2 separate regions of the Oryza sativa genome follow, and region 2 is linked to region 1. A link is a contact called in public HiCAR-type data. All regions are on one chromosome and are shown on one strand. The core of a region is the stretch at or near the end of the contact, and the rest is flanking DNA. Distances in the headings are between cores, read along the strand shown. Region 1 holds the start of LOC4326248. Region 2 holds the start of LOC4325370 (acyl-CoA--sterol O-acyltransferase 1).

Region 1 (2,603 bases), core at 69-2,568:
AAATTGCCATTATGTCATCGTCAGGGAGGGGTTTGGTCAAAACGCTAACCATAAGGCCTTTTTCGTTAATCCCCATGAGGGAGGGATTAGAGAGAATTTATTCTACACCTATTGTATTGTGGAATTATTCCCCCTCAATTCTCTTCGATTCTCTTTAATCCCCTCTAAACCGAATAAGGCCTAATTAGGATTTGCTAAATTACCAGGTTTACACCCTAAAATACTATCCTGACAAAATTTCCCATAGTCTTGTCCTTCTACAGCCGTTGTCCGTCGAAGTGGCCCAAGTTGCCGGAGCCGTCACTCAGCCTCCCTCTTCTCCGCAAGTCTGGCACCGACGAGCCGAACAATAAGTCTGCACTGGTACCGACGTCCGCGTCCATGCCCAGAAGGAAGCAGGGACGGTGAGAGGAGTGATGAGGAGCGGGATGCCGGTGAGTGAGATGAGAAGCACACGACAGCAACCTCTATCCAGCCCAAGCAACTGTCCCAGGGCCGTCGAATTCCCGAGCGACAGATCTACTAGGTGGTCACCAAAGCATGCTGCGGGCCGCCGTGCGACGCAACGAGGAGTGGATGATGATGAGCAACAGAGACGAGCACCAGAGCTGCATGCCACAGGCCTCATCGTTCTCCCGAGCCTTCACTGTTGTCACTTCCATCGGCATCCGTTAAAAGAAAAATCAACAGCATCAAATATTAACAACAGGAGGGAATACCTGATATACCTGACTAGTTAATCTGACATATATAGTGCCTGAATATACTGATGGTCCATCCACTAGAATTTCTAATCATGCCTCAAATCATCGAATTGCTCTACAAATTTCATAAGCATTCTAAGTACACCAAAATTCTACCTCGTTAACCATAGATCCAAACTCTTAACCTCCAATCAAATCTAACTCGCTAAACCATACGGTGGACGTTGTTCTGAAAAAAAAATGAGACCATGTAAAGAACTACCATAAGTTTGAAAGTTTTATTTTAAAAAAACTTACGACAGTTTCTTACAATTCCAAAGAAATACAACCTCCACGGCTAAATCTTCACCTACCACTCTTACAAAGACCTAACAGCTGTTTGGTTGGGGGAATTATTAGGGAGAAAGGAGTTGCAGGGTGGGGATTGTTAAATTTATTGTTTGGCTGGAAGACGTGGGGTTTTAAGAGGGTCTGGAAGGAGAGTTTAAAAGCGAACTCCCATCTTTACAATGCTCACCGGGCCACGCCCACTGCAATCAGCCGAAGTTTTCTGGCCCAATCTGTCGGCCCAACGGCCTCGCCTCCATTTTAGCAGCTCGGACCAGCAAAAACCCGGGACGCCAGAACCAAAACCTGAAAACCCTCGCCGCTTCTCCCCGTCCTTCCTTTCCGAGCTGCCCCGCGCCGTCGTTACTTCCCCCCCCCCCCCCCCCCCCAACCAGCCATGGCGGGCGACAAGACGGCGGCGCCCCCTCCGCCAGACGCGGCCGCCTTCTCCCCCGACGGCGAGCTCTTCGCTGCCGTCTCCGATCGGCGAGTCCAGGTCCTCGCTCGGAACCCGTCACCTGAATCCCCCCTTCCTTACGCGCTGTTCCCCTCGTCCTTCGGTCGTTGTTGATTAGGGGGGAATACTTCCGCTGCTGGAGCGTTATACGGTCGCTGCGCTACGATGTAGTAGTGTGCTTTTGGTTTTCGAGATGTCTCGTGGCTCGCGAGTGATTGCTGTATGGTTGGGGAACTAGGTTCGAACGCTTGCTCTCTCACGGCGATTAAATAGGGGAGTTTGGTGAAGTTGGTTTTTGTTTCTTCCGGGTGAAGTGCTGCTTGGTTGTAGGCAATAGTTTTCATGATGTATCACTATTTAAATACGTTGGGCGTCTACCTCAAGACTCAAGAGTATATAATTTTGCTTATAAGCTGTTTGTAGAGAGTGATAGAAGTTAAAAGCTGAGATCTGTGAATGGTAGATAGCCTATCTATTTTAGAAATGGTACTTCGGAGAGGTGAAAGTCTACTACTACTAACAAAAAGAGGGTGAAAAGTTGAGCTTTACATGATGGAGGAAATTCGGATGGATATGTGTTTAGCATTAAAATCTTTCCTTCGCTCAAAACATCAATCCAAATTGTGAGATTGTAGCTTTGATGTATGCTAACCTATCCATTTTTTCTGCTTGTGCTTTTCTAATTGAGAAGGTATGGCGTACAGGAGGAGGAGAAATAATAGAAGGATGGACTGATCCAATTTCAGCCCCAGATGATTCATACAGTTGTATTGCATGTTGCTCTGTTCAGAAAAAGGTAATTTTTTAGGATTGAAATTAGGCTCTGTCTCATTTCTGTCTTACAATTTGCTGTTTTTGATTGGGTATTTTTTTTGTAGCATAAAAAGGATGGAAACCTTATTCTTGTTGCTGTTGGTACTACAAATGGTCAAGTTTTAGTTCTCGATTCTACTGGTGTCATATGGAAGAATGCTCCTCATACTTGGTAGGTGCAATCTTATTATGATCTATGAGCTTGATGTTCTTGACCTTTAACTTGACTGATAGGGGTTCTTCTGCAATGTTCTGAATTTCGTTTAGTACTTCTAATTCAAACTAGAATGTTTGGCATTTTG
Region 2 (2,603 bases), core at 76-2,575, 130 kb after region 1:
AGAATGGAGGGGGGGGCGTATGGGCCGCTCGACTACCTCACGATGGAGGCCGCTCCCGTGGAAGCCACTCGACGCTGCTGCGATGGAAGCCGCCGCTCGACTGCGCTGCCGCCCTATTGTCGCTTGCCCGCCGCCTCCGGTCCAGCTCCTGCCCCCTGCAAACCAGCAAAGGGGAGAGAAAGAGAAAGAAAGAGGATGACATGTTAGTGGGTCCCACAATATGTGTGAATGGCAAATTGGGCCCACATGTTTTTTTTAATTCTAATGCCACGTATGCGCCACGTGGGACGAAGAACAGATCAATATCGCCATGTCAGCAAAACCACCCTCCAAAACCGCTGAGAGAGTTAAATTACACTGGTTTTAATAGTTCGAGGAGTCATCTTATACGGTTTTGTGGTTGAGGGTCAGATTATATTCGGGTCATATTTAAGGGAGTCAAAGTGGACTTATTCCATTTTAATACTAGGCCATAGCTCATGGTCAGTCACAGGCCTGAAAAATGAGTTTCATAACTAGGCTGGGCCTGTTTCCAGGCCTAACAGTATACCCATTTGAAGCCCAGCTCATCTATTCCTCGGTGTTATTCTTTCTGATCTTCCTTAACCAATACACACACATCGACACGCTGTGTTATATGCAGGATTCACAAACGCGCTGGGGTCTTGCTGCGGGAACCAGAGCGTGCCGTGCGGCAAGGCAGGGTGCACCGTGTGCGAGGACCCATCGACGTACGTCTCGTGGGACGGGACGCACCCAACGGAGGCGGTGTACAAGCTAATCGCCGACGGGGTGCTCCACGGCCCGCACGCCTCCCCTGTCCCTCTCGCCAAGACCTGCCCGCCCACCTGACCAAACCGCTCCTCCTCCACCGGTAGAAAGAAGATCGATCCATCCATTCTTTGTGCTATGGTTTTATTACTTGCTCATGGAAACATTGTAGTACATTGTGTAGGTGAAGTTCAATTACAGGATTCGTGTAGAGAAAGAGCTAGTACAAAGTTTGCATGCTATGATCCATGATTCAATGGACGAATTGCAAATTGCATGCGTTTGGAGAAACACTTTTTTACTGATCCCTGAAGAAGTGTATGGCTCCTTTTAAGTTATTCTTCCCAAACAGACATGATTTAGCGTGAGACGTCGTTGCTACAGGCTACGGCTCGTTGAGGAGTTCCGTTTCTCCTTGTGATCACAGTGTTTTCGTGAGCGATTTTCCGCTCCTTAATCCATGTATGTACATACCATCACGATTCATTCCAGACCTTTTGTATTTCTATTTTCTTTGTTCGCACGTATTTCTCTCTTTCTCAATGCATCGGGGAGGACAACTAGAGATCGTCAACACATTTTATAAGGACTTGGTCGCTCGATACACATGCACATTTAGTTCCTCCCGGTAAGTTCGTCGTCGACTCGTCGTCGGATCGTCGCCCGGAGCCATAATGCAAACGCTCGACAAGCCGACGATGGCGTCGGAGCTGAGGGCGATGGCATGGACGGTGCTGCTCGTCCCGGCGTGCGCGTGGTACGCGCGCTCGGCCTGCCGCCGCCTACGGCCAGGACTGCCCCGCCTCGCCGCGCTCGCCCCGACGTTCCCCGTCTTCGTCTACCTGCCGTGCCTGTTCAACTCCCTCCACTTCCGCCTCTTCAGCACCTTCTTCCACACCTGGCTCGCCATCAACAAGCTCGTCCTCCTCGCGCTCGGCATCGGCCCGCTACACCCGTCCCTCCCCCTCGTCCCGTTCGTCCTCTGCGCCAGCCTCCCCATCAAGCTCCGCCTCAGCCAGCAGCCGCCCGCCGCCAAGCGTTCTCCTTCGTCGCCGCCGCCACCGCCCCTCGCTGACTTCCTCCGTCCCTGCGCCCGGAGCTTTTTCTTCCTCAGCTGCCTCTTCGTGGCGTACCCGCACACGGGCTGGCTACCCGTGTACGCCGTCCACTTCCTATACTGCGTCCAGGTCTTCCTCACGCTCGACCTCGTCCTCTCCTCCGTCGCGCTCGCCTCGGCGACCGTCCTGGACGCCGGCCTGGAGAGGCAGTTCAGCACGCCGCTCGCCGTCGCGTCGCTGAACGACTTCTGGGGGCGGCAGTGGAACCTGATGGCGGTGGACCTCCTCCGGGCGTCGGCGTACGAGCCCGTGCGCGCGCGGTGGGGCCGCGACGCCGGCGTGCTGGCGGCGTTCCTCATGTCGGGCCTGCTCCACGAGCTCCTCTACCTGTACCTGACGCTGCGGCGGCCCAGGGGGGAGATGGTGCTCTTCTTCATGCTCCACGGCGTGTCCCAGATCGCCGAGCGCTGGGCCAGGGCGGCCGGGCTGTGGCGGCCGCCCAAGGTGGCGGCGTACCTCCTCGTCAGCGCCTTCATGGTCGTCACCATATCGGAGCTCTTCTTCGGGCCGTTCATGAGGGCCGGGGCCGACGTGCGGCTGATGGAGGAGGCCGCGGCGATGCTGCAGTTGATCATGGGCGTCTCGAGGCGTCTGCTCCGACCGTTTGGGGTGGTTTCGAGCCTCTAATCATCTACGGGCCGGTGTTATGTACTCTGTGTACGTGCCACTGTGCCATCTGGGCCTATATATGTTCGAGTGTTAATTTGTGGCGCT

The links. HiCAR-type assays count read pairs that join an accessible place to other places.
Region 2: a contact with region 1 is called in a HiCAR-type map of leaf, with 2.0 times the contacts expected there. The contact joins the promoter of LOC4325370 here to the promoter of LOC4326248 in region 1. A contact is called at or near these places in 2 of 15 Hi-C or Micro-C datasets (both in leaf) and 1 of 4 datasets of contacts at active chromatin or transcription factors (leaf).

What each region holds. Positions count from the first base shown.
Region 1 is chr1:26,764,142-26,766,744 of ASM3414082v1, forward strand. It overlaps LOC4326248, which reads left to right and starts at 1,319. Exons shown (of 12, transcript XM_015774929.2): 1 at 1,319-1,527; 2 at 2,180-2,284; 3 at 2,367-2,473. The coding sequence starts at 2,450.
Region 2 is chr1:26,892,304-26,894,906 of ASM3414082v1, forward strand. It overlaps LOC4325370 (acyl-CoA--sterol O-acyltransferase 1), which reads left to right and starts at 1,326. Exons shown (of 1, transcript XM_015791595.3): 1 at 1,326-2,603. The coding sequence starts at 1,446. The coding sequence ends at 2,516. LOC9272417 (GDSL esterase/lipase At1g28600) reads left to right here. Exons shown (of 4, transcript XM_015783385.3): 4 at 644-1,277. The coding sequence ends at 852.